Regions from separate parts of the Sus scrofa genome. Here region 2 is linked to region 1. The links are chromatin contacts, called in public HiChIP or PLAC-seq maps. All regions are on one chromosome and are shown on one strand. Each heading gives the region's core, a stretch centred on a gene start, on an enhancer-like site or on the middle of the called end of the contact. The rest is flanking DNA. Distances are from core to core; before and after follow the strand shown.

Region 1 (5,589 bases), core at 334-2,833:
ATTGATGAGAGAATCAGGGCGGCCTGGAAGGGCTGTAAGGAAAAGGCTGGGGCTCTCCGGCACCCAAGCATCCCTCGACCCCAGCCCCCATCATATGGTCTCTAAGTTGCTGGGTCACTGCTTTTTTGTTTGTTTGTTTGTTTTTTCCTGCCCTGGCTGCCCACTGGGTCATTGCAGACTCCCTTGGTCTGTGTGAGTGGCTAGACTGGCACGCCATGCGGGAGAGCGTGGGCAGAGGCAGCGGGGGGGTAGGTAAGATCCATGCCCCAGGGGTGTGTGGTTTTCCAAGTGAACAAGGACTCATGTTGCAAGTGGAAAGCAGAAGTGGAAAAGCCAGAGGAAGTCAGAACAGACGGGGTCTCATTGTGGAAAAAAAAAAAAAAAAGAATAAGTGTTTATCAAAGGCCTATCACAAGGTTAGTACATATGTGTCAGGGACTGTTAAAATCCCAAGTCCAGCCTTTTGAGCTGGTTGGTTTTCTTTAGCAATTTTTTTTGGCCAAAGGAAAAAAAAATTTTTTTTTTTTTTTCCCCCTCACACAGCTTGATGTGAGATCTCAGTTCCCAGACCAGGGCCTTTTTTTTTTCTTTTTTTTTTAGGGCCACACCCATGGCATATGAAGGTTCTCAGGCTAGGGGGTCTCATCGGAGCCACAGCCACGCCAGGTCTGAGCCACGTCTGCGACTTACACCACAGCTCACGGCAACGCCGGATCCTTAACCCACTGAGTGAGGCCAGGGATCCAACCCGCATCCTCATGGCTGCTAGTCGAGTTCGTTAATGCTGAGCCACAACGGGAACTCCCCAGACCAGGGGCTGAATCCAGGCCACAGCAGAAGGTGCCAGGTCCTAACCTTTAGACCACCAGGGAACTCTCTTGAGCTGACTGTGGATCAGCTCTAGGGCGGCATGGTTGTCTTCTTCCCCACCTCAGACCCCCCAAACCAACGAGTGGTTTTCAGTGTTCTGCAGACCCAGTGACAGACCGGCAACCCTCCAGTTTGCTCGCTGGAGAAGGTTCTGGAACAGAGACGGTCCCACAAGGAGGTGGCGCCATCTCCGGGCTGGCCAGCCTGGGTGGGAAGGAGCCCCTGCCCCAGGAACCTGTGACACCAGGGACCCCACGGGAGGCCACGCCCATCCCGAGCCGGTGGTGGGCTATTCTGGGACCAGCCAGGGTCTCCTTGAAATGCCCTGCCAGTCTGCAAAGCCATCCCCGCCTAAAAATATCTCCCAAGTGCAGTCAGCTGCCCACTTCATTCTGTTTATTTATACAGAAGTGACAGCTGAAACTTTCAATAAATATTGTGAGCTCTGTCAGCAAGGCCACGATAAACGCATTCCCCTCAGAGTACAGACATTCTTTGTCGAAAGAACACTGTCCTGACTGAAGGGGCAGGATAATCAGGACGAAATAGTTTCGCTCTAACCCTCTATTTCACTTCGCTTGTAAGGGAGTAATTATCCTTTTTGGCCGGGACTTTCTCCTCTGGCCCCCGAGTGAACTCTGCTTGGAATGTTCCGGAACACTATGCCGGGAGTTTCCACCAGGCCTGGGTCCCACGTCAAGGCTCTGGCACCGTTCACAGATGTTTATTTACTGCCAGGGAGGTGCCCACCGACGCCCAAGGGGCGTCGTCTGCTCTGGGGACACCTAGGGTTGCTGTTGTTCCCCCACAGCCCTGACTGGCGGTGATGTGGAGGATGGGAGTCTGCACCCTGGCGCCCCCAGGACTGGGTTCACATCCAGCTCCGCCTCTTATCCTGAGCGATCCCAGGGGTCTCATCTCACCCACCCAAGCCTTGGTCTCCTTATAGTCAAATGAAGAGACGGGTACCCACTTAGCAGACCAAGGGCCTGACCCACAGCAGGTGCCCAGTTCGTGGTGGTTTTCTCATCGCCTCTTCCCAACAACTGGTGGGTGGCCCCCTCAGCGTACATCTCTTTCATTTTTAAGGGTCGCACCCGTGGCATATGGAGGTTCCGGGGCTAGGGGTCTAATCAGAGCTGCAGCTGTTGGCCTACACCACAGCTCATGGCCACGCCGGATCCTTAACCCATTGAGCAAGGCCAGGGATCGAACCCTCATCCTCACGGACACATGATGGGTTCTTAACCTACTGAGCCATGACGAGAACTCCAAGTGTACATTTCCTGTTCTATAAACTCAAACGTTGACCAGGTGATGTGTGTCAAAGCCCTCGGAAGAGCTGAGCAAGAACCACTATTCTGGCTTCCTTTCTCTGGGCCAGTATTTGCCTCCATTCACTGGGAAAATTCACAACCTGGTGGCTTCCAGCAGCTTTAAATACCTGCTGGGAGGAAGGGACGTGGCATCACCTGGCATCCTGGCAGCCAGAGCAGGGGAAGGGGAAGATGGCCATTTGAGGCTGGCCCGAGGAGCCTGCCAAAACGCTAGACTGACATGCGGTGGGGTTAGATAGATTGGGGGGGGGCGGTCCAAGACGTCAAGACGGATCCTCATGATGTTTTTGGCTGAACAGTTCTGAAAGACAAATGACTAATAAGTATCTGGAAAAACCTCACTTTTAAGGAAAAAAGAAGCAAACATCCAAATAATCCATTTTACAAATAACACTCAGTGCTAGTCAAGGCATTGTGAAATGCGACAGGTGCTCGTATCATTACTAACAGAAGATAAATTGGTAAAAATTTCCTGAAAGGCAATCTGGCAATTATGTGCCAGTAACTTCAAAATCATGGATACCCTTCGATCCAGTCATTCTATTTCTGGGAATTACCCTAAGTTAATAACACGAAACGTAGACACAATAATGAAGATGTCCATTGTAGATGTATAATTATGGAAAAAAGAGCAGACAACAGGGTGGTGACGAAAAAAATTGCTTATGAGAGACTCTGCTATGTAGCTACTAAAACAATATTTAGGAAGAAATTTTAAAATGTGGGAAAATATTTATGTTAAAATGCTGAACCAAAGAAGAAGCAGATGAGACCAAGTTATACAATGTGGCTCCCCCATAAAATGGTCCACGTGGGAGGAGGGAGAGATCCCAGAGTGTAAGGAGGCGTTATCACCACTAGGGGGCAGTGATATGAAGGACTTTTCTTATCTCTGCTTTTTTGTGGGGCTTTCCAAGTTTTCTACAAAGATGCATTGTTTGTCTAATTACTTTTTTTTTTTTAATTTACTTATTTGGCTGTGGGCCTGGCAGGCGGAAGATCCCTGGGCCAGGGATGGAACCTGAGCCACAGCAATGACAATGCTGGATCCTTAACTTGCTGAGCCACCAAGGAACTCCTCTAATTATGTACATTTTTCTTCTCTCTCTCTCTCTCTCTTTTTTTTTTTTTTTGTCTTTTTAGGTCCGCCCCTGTAGCATATGGAAGTTCCCAGGCTAGGGGTCTAAGAGGAACTGCGGATGCCAGCCACAGCCACAGCCACTTGGGATCCCCAGTTGCGTCAGCAACCTACCCCACATTTTGCAGCAACGCCAGATCCTTAACCCACCGAGAGAGGCCAGGGATCGAACTGGACACTATGTCGGGTTGAGCCACAAGGGGATAATTATATTTTTAAACAGCTGGTTTAGGAAAAACGCCTGCAGAAAACCAGACACTGAGTCACTGCATTTGCAGCCACGGGGCGCTCCTTCTTGCATGTCGGGGCGGCAGGAGGCTTTTCACGCAGGGGACTTGTGTGCGCGGCTCTGAATCCCAAGCCGCAGGGAGAACTGGGCGCGGAGGCAGGCTGAGAGGGGCTTGTCGGGGGCCCGCTGTCCCCGCTGCCCGGCAGGCCGCACCTTGCTGGGGGCGTGGCCAGCGGGCTGCGGGCCCCTCCCCCCGGGAGGCCGGACCCCGCAGGGCCCGCCCCGCCGAGCCCGACCCCCGCCCGCCGCCCTTCCTCCTGCCACCCGCTGCCCTCTGCCCGAGTGGGGCGGGGTAAAGCCTGTCCCAGGGCCACCAGGGGGACACCCCCCTCCCACCCTCCGCTTCCAGCACAGGCGGTTCTGCCCCGGCCTTTGCAGGAGTGGAAGGAGCTCTGGGACCCCGCTCCCAGGACCTGGGGGCACTTGGCGGGCAGCCCTGTCCCAGGCGGCCGTGCCGGAGGCTGGGCCACCCTCCGAGGGAGGTAACGCAGGAGATGGGAGGCTCACCGGCCGGCCGGCCCGCCCGCGCACACCTGGAGGGCGGCGGGCCGCGGGATGTCCGGTCACGCCCCACCCCGCACCCCGATTCCTGCTTCGCGAAGGTTCCCAGGGCCTGGAACTCTCCGGGGTGGCTCTCCTCCGCCCCTTGCCTCCCCTCGGGTGTGGGCTGCCTCCCGGGAGGAATGGACGTCCCAGGCCTCCTTGCAGGAAGGGCGAGGCCACCAGATGGCCTCCCTGGTTCCTCCTCCCAGCACCCCTTCCCTTGGGACGGCCTCTTCCTGCGCCCCGCCAGGCCCCTCGAAGTCAGCCTCCCACCCCAGTCCAGCGGGGCTCCCTCTGGACTCCTGCACCTTCTCCCTCCGTCGCAGCCGGGCGCGAAGGCCCACGCAGCTCCCCCTACCCTTACAACTTACATTTCTTTTTAAATTAAAAAAAAAAAAAGTTACAGCTGATTTACAGGGTTTTGTCAATGTCCGCTGTCCAGCATAGCGAGCCCGTTCTTTTTCTCATAGTCTCTCCTGTCACCTTCTACCACAGTGACTGGATACCGCTCCCTGTGCTCGACAGCAGGACCTCATTGCTCGTCCCTTCTAAATGGAATGGTTTGCATCTACTAACCCCAAACTCCCCGTCCAGACCCCTCCCCCCTTCCTCCCCCCCTTGGCAACCACAAGTCTCTTCTCCATGTCTGTGATAACTCACCTCTCTAATGCCAACTTCCACTTCTTTACCGGGCCTGGGTATCTCTGCACCCCTTTTTCTACCCCCACCTAGCTTAGGGCAGCCATCACCCCCATCCCCTGCTTTCTCCTCTTCTGCAGCCCTGGCTGAGTCCACCATTGGCTCTCCCGGCCACAACCTGGCCTCTGGCCTCTGCCTCCGCCCCAGCTCTGCCTTCCCCCTCCCCCAGCCCTGCTTCATACCCTCAGTGCTCCCTGCTGCACCTGCACTGGATTCAAAAGCCCTCATGTGGCTCCCACTGCTCCACAATCAGCTGTACCCCCTCCTTCTCAGTGGCCGCACCTGGCTGAAGTTCCTGCCTCCGGACCTTTGCACGTGCTGCACTTTCCACTTGGAAGGCTCTTAACCCATCTTCACAAGGCCAACATCTGCTTATCCCTAGAATGTCACTTCCTCATACGGATCTTTTTTGATGCTTCAGCCTCAGTTGCATCCCCAGTAAAGTGGGGTTTGCCTTCATGGTTGGGTTGTACTTTGTACTGCAACTCATGGGATGATTCACTCACTGTTGGTCTCAACAGCTAGACTGCAGACGTCATGAGGGCAGGGAGAGTTGAACGAAGAAAACAAAATCCCACTCATCCTGTTCACAGCAGTCAGCGCCCAGGCAAGTGCAACAAAAGCTGAAGGAAGAGAGGGAGCCAGATCTGCCTGGAGATGTGAGGGCACAGCAGGAATGGTGGTTCCAGAAAACAGCAGAAGCCGACACCAAA
Region 2 (5,245 bases), core at 1,485-3,984, 350 kb before region 1:
GCACCTTCTGTGTTAGAACCTCCGTGAACTAAACGAGCCCGACGGGGTCCGAGAAGAACAGGGGACGGACCACTCTGGACGCCTATCAGGGAAGGTCATTTCCTCACTGTCTTTGCCAGTTTCCTGCCTCAGCTTTACTTTCAACGAGAGAAGGACAAAGACCAAACAGAACCATGACTCCAACGTGTTATTACATGAGAAGAGCAGAGATGCGGAGAAGGTGAACCTCAGAGGTGAGAAACACAACAGAGGAGGGGGCAGGTGGCAGAGCCTGGAAGCCACGGGGAGGCCGGGACGGGGCCGGCATGCGGGGCCGGCCTGGGCCGCGGTCACGTTCGGTGGGACCAGCCCAGCAGCCGCCCTCCTTGCTCGGCAGCAGGTGCTTCTCCCTGGGCTCCAACAACAAGAACGTCTCCCAAGCCTGAGGCGGGCGGGCGGGCCTTGGCCTCTTCACCAGGGCCCTTGCCCTTCAAGTGCTGCGTGGTGGGGACAGACAGGACCCCTGCGCCCACAGTTAGTGAGCGGAAGCGCTGCGGGGTGGGGCGGACCAGAACTGTCGCTGTGTCACTCTCAAAGCGCACGAATGAGTTTGCAGGAGAGCCAAACCGCCACGGATGCAGGTGAGGCCAAGGACACTCGGGGGTGCCCATCCCCCACGGCCACCTGCAGGCAGGGACACCCCACAGGTCCCCAGGGATGGGCCTCGGAGCACACAGGCACAGAGGCTGGAGCTGTGTGTTGGCAGGAGGCCCTGGAGAGCTCTCTGTGGCCTGTGGACACCACAGTCAGAGCCACAGAAGCACTGCCCCAAAGAGGGGCTCTTGAGGTGAGGAGCCCTGCTCAGGGCAACAGGACCCACCTGCGGGAGCACAGCGCCTCCCAGAGGCCCCGCCCACAGAGGGACACCGCAGAGGACAGGCCTGGAAGACGGGCCATGGGCTGCTTGCAAAGGAGCCGGGAAGGGACCTGTGCGACAGCCGCTGTGCGACTTGGGCCTCGGACTTCCTGCAAAGCCCATGCCCTCAGCCCTGGGGACAGACTGTAGGTTCACATGGAGCCCGGAAAGGTTCCTGGGTGGCCGGGGGCAGCTGAGTTACGAGCTGATGTCCAGAGGGAAGGCGCACAGCAGCCTCCATCCTGCGCCAAGGGGGCCCGACCCCGCAGCGCCCCCCAGTGTGGATGCTCAGGCCCTCTGGCTCCCCCTCAGCACCCCCACCAGCTCAGCCGCATCCCCAAAAGCCAGGGCTGAGGCCCCGACATGGCAGCCTCCCCCCACCGCGCCCCACCCCAGGCGAGGGCACCCACAGCCCAGCTCCCACCACCAGCAAACGGCAACAAGCCATCCTCTGAGCTCGGCCTCGGCTGTCCCTGAGCTTCTGAAATCTGCTGCTGCTCCCGGACCACAGCCTAGGCCCTCCTCTCCCTGGAGCACCGCCCAGCCTCCCAGACGAACTCACCCGACCGCAATTAAGCCACTCGCCCTACAAGTGTCATGAGCTTCCTGCTGCTACTGTCCCCAACATGGTCACCGGCCCCAACTCTCACCACCGCCCCGCAAGGCTCCCCTGGTCCCCAGGGCACAGGCTCCCACAGCCCTGCTCCAGCCTGGCCTCTGCCCACAAACACCCTCCCTGCCCGGAGCCTCAGCGCCCACCACACAGTAGCCTTCAACAGACATATTTGGTTGGAACAAGCCGACCACCACCAGGCGCCCCTGGCCCTGCCCCGTGCTGGGATGCTGGTGCTGGGGTGCGGCTGGGCCTTAAAAAGCCTGGTAGAAGTGGCACGGCACTGCAAATCAACTGCGCTTTAATATGAAAACTTCACAGACGTAAAAACTGTTTCTAAATAACTTTTTTAAAAAAAAGCCTGGTAGGAGCTCCAGGGCCTTAAAGAACAAATGCTGAGCAAGTATTTGAGCAGGACTCCTTTTTTGAACGCTGAGGAAAACTATGCCGAAAGCAGACTCTCCCTGAGGTTCGACTTCAGACTCTCCAAGCACACAGGTCACGGAAAAGCCAGGGTCCCGACGGTGCTCTGAGCTGCGCGAACGGCCTCTCCGGACACGAGGCCTGGGGCTGCCAGCTCGGCCTCCGGGACCCAGCAGGGGCCCCCTGGCTCTGCACTGAGTCTCAGAAGGAACAGTGGGGACGCGGGAGGTGTGCTGCCATCAGGCGATGACCAGAACGTTCCACCCTCTCTACGTAGAAGGGCACCTTCGGTCCCGACGGCGCCGAGAACGAGGGTGCGGCCCCGTGTGGGTCGGAGGGCCGGGGGGCTGCGGCCGCGGCCTCTGGGAAGAGAGGCGCCCACAGAGCCAGCGTGTTGCCCAGGCGGGAAGGGCCTCCTTCTTACCTTTCTGCTTCACTGCGGGCTCGGGCTCAGCGCTGTCTCGCCACAGACCAGCTGAATCAGCATCTGAAACACGAGCTGAGTTAGTTTTGGCTTCTTCTGTTCCTGACGTAAGACAGTTAAAATGGAGCCTCAAGAGGGGGCACGGCAGGCTGGCCAGCGGGCTCCGTTAACCTCACCGAGCTCCACTCCCGGCCCCAAGTGTACCAACGAGGACCCCGGGCGGCACTGCAAAGAAGGCAGGGGGTCCCTCCCAGGCATGGCCGGGGCACAGACCCCGAGCCCATCAGCCCGGCCAGGCGGAGGCCTGTGGCCCCACAGCCAGAACCCCGCTACGTCCAGAACCACCCAGCACGACTATCGGCCAGGCCTGGGAGTCATAAGCTGCAAAGAGGCTGCAACTTCCGGAAAGCAGGACGAACAGGAAAACGATGCCCAGCCTGGTGCTCAGCCTCAGCCATGCGGAGAACTCCCAAATACCCGCCTCCTGATTACTGAGTGACGTGCAAATATTTATAAAAACAGAATATATCAAATGCCTAAGTAATAAAATATTTTTCTATTAAAAACAAAAGGAGTGGATGCTGGAAGAACAGATTTTGAATCGTGGCAGCACCCAGGGTAGAAACCTGACTTGTCACTAAAGCCCCCCCCATCCCCCAACTCCCTTAAAATCTCCATCAGGAGACAAAAATAAAACTGGGAGAAAGTTTCCTTTCCTGAAACCCTATCTTATAATTTCTTAAAAGCACTCAAAGAAATGGCTTGTGTTAGAATTAAACTGCCATTAATGATCAAAGAACTGCTTTACTTTCTGTAATGGAACTACATAAAATGGACAACATAATTTTCTAAAAAAATTTTTTTCGATCTATTAAAATGCTGACTTAAATAGTCTGTTTCAAGGAATTAATTATTTATGATATCCCATAGAACGCAGCCAAAAAACCAACAGGAAACACCGTTCAGTTCTGAAACAAACAAATCTTGGCGTTCCCGTCGTGGTGCAGGGGAAACGAATCAGACGAGGAGCCATGAGGTTGTGGGTTCGATCCCTGGCCTCATTCAGTGGGTTAAGGATCTGGTTGGTGTTGCTGGGAGCTGTGGTAGGTCGCAGGCACGGCCAGGATCCTGAGTGGCTATGGCTGTGGTGTAGGCCGGCGGCTAGAGCTCCGATTAGACCCCTAGCCTGGGAACCTCCATATGCCATGGGTGTGGCCCTAAAAAGCAAAATAAAATAAAGCAAATCTAAATGTAAGTTTGGCAGCTATAGATTATCAATTTTAAAAGAAAACATCCCAATAACTTTTAGGTGTTGTATATTATTTGAAAGTGTCAAATATTTTCTATACTGTGCAAAACTCACCAGCATAGTCAGTAAATTACAAAGGCATTATTTCCGTCTGTAGCTTAAGAAGAAGGCTGCCCTGCACAATTTTATCTTCTCAAAGTTCTTTCTTTTATGAGAGGCCTATGGCGGTTGTTTTAACATTGCTAGTTGTAGTCTCAAGTAAGCTTCTGCTAAACCCCAAGATCACGCGGATAGAAAGAGTATATAAAGCAGACCACACATTCACTAATAATACTACAACCCACTCTTCTTTCTTTGTCTTTTGTCTTTTTAGGGCTGCACCCGCGGCACGTGGAGGTTCCCAGGCTAGGGGTCGAATCAGAGCTATGGCCACGGGCCTCCACCACAGCCACAGCAACGCGGGACCTGGGCCGTGTCTGTGACCTACACCACAGCTCACAGCAGTGCCGGATGCTTAACCCACTGAGCAAGGGCAGGGATCCAACCTGCATCCTCATGGTTCCTGGCGGATTCACTTCCACTGCGCCTCAACAGGAACTCCCTACAACCCATTCTTAATCACAGAAGGCAGTTTAACCAGCTTGACAAACAACAGCTCCAAAAAGACAACACGCCCAGAAGGAGTAAAGACCACTGCGAACTGGCCCCCAAGTCAGCACAAGTCTCTTATCTGAATCACTGGCAATCACGGAACCTCGTAGGTAAGAACGTGGCCTTGGTGTCAGACCTGGAGGCTCTCGTGTCACCGAGCGTCGTGCCCTGAGTGGGCTGTGGCCCGAGTGCGGCCACACGGAAAAAGCAGGGGCAGTGGGCAGAGCCCAGTGTCCACACCAGCGCCTCTCTCAAAACTTGCCGGCCAGCCCCATGGCCCCCAGCATGGCACAGGCGGCCTGCCATTCTGCCTGGCTCTCTGCAGAGCTGAGTGGCACAGGGTCGCTGACCACATCTTGGTGGAAACGCACACAACCAGGGTTTGAAATGAGGGGCCCCAGGGATCAGTCTCGGCATCACATGGTCAGATGCAGAGGCTTTAAGTGCATCCTAAGGACACGAGATAAAGGGCCCAGCGTCACATGGGCAGGGGCGAGGGCGAAGCGACGTCTTCACCTCAAAGCTGATCAAGAATACGGCGGGGGCGGGGCGGGGGGGTGCTACATAAGTAAAACGACACCCCAAGGAAGCAATCGGACAGCTGGGGAGGAGAGACACTGTGGAGACAGGCGAGCCTGCAGAAAGTACCGTTCTGGAGCAGAAGGCAGGGAGGAGCCGCTCCGGATTCAAAGACACAAGAGACAAAAAGAACAAGAAAAGCGTGCAGGGTGCTCACCCTAACAGGACCTGGTGTTTAAGCAAATAAAACTGCTGAGACAACCAGAACACAGCCTGGGTCTTAGATGCCCTCTGGCAACGAGAAATCTCTTCGGTGAAACTCTGATTTTGTGGTCGTGCAGGAACATGTCTTTTTTGGTTTTATGAGCTTCATGCTGAAGAATTTAGATGGAATTTAGAGGTAGAGTGTTAAGGTGGTTGGGTTTTTTTGGCTTTATTTTTGTTTTCTTTTTAGGGCCGAACCTGTGGCAT

The links. HiChIP or PLAC-seq counts read pairs in DNA pulled down with a chosen protein or histone mark.
Region 2: a contact with region 1 is called in an H3K27ac HiChIP or PLAC-seq map of skeletal muscle, with 4 times the contacts expected there. The contact joins two enhancer-like sites. A contact is called at or near these places in 1 of 47 Hi-C or Micro-C datasets (heart right ventricle) and 1 of 2 datasets of contacts at active chromatin or transcription factors (skeletal muscle).

What each region holds. Positions count from the first base shown.
Region 1 is chr15:137,525,370-137,530,958 of Sscrofa11.1, reverse strand. All of the region lies in intron 2 of RAMP1 (receptor activity modifying protein 1), which reads right to left. Among named protein-coding and RNA genes, the nearest start is that of RAMP1, 38 kb to the right of the region's middle. Within about 2 kb of position 1,583, at least 23 of the 83 cell types and tissues checked have an H3K27ac peak or open chromatin away from gene starts, as enhancers often do. A contact at or near this core is called in skeletal muscle, where this site is marked.
Region 2 is chr15:137,880,675-137,885,919 of Sscrofa11.1, reverse strand. TRAF3IP1 (TRAF3-interacting protein 1) reads right to left here. Exons shown (of 16, transcript XM_021074958.1): 8 at 2,356-2,418. Among named protein-coding and RNA genes, the nearest start is that of TRAF3IP1, 20 kb to the right of the region's middle. Within about 2 kb of position 2,734, at least 3 of the 83 cell types and tissues checked have an H3K27ac peak or open chromatin away from gene starts, as enhancers often do. A contact at or near this core is called in skeletal muscle, where this site is marked.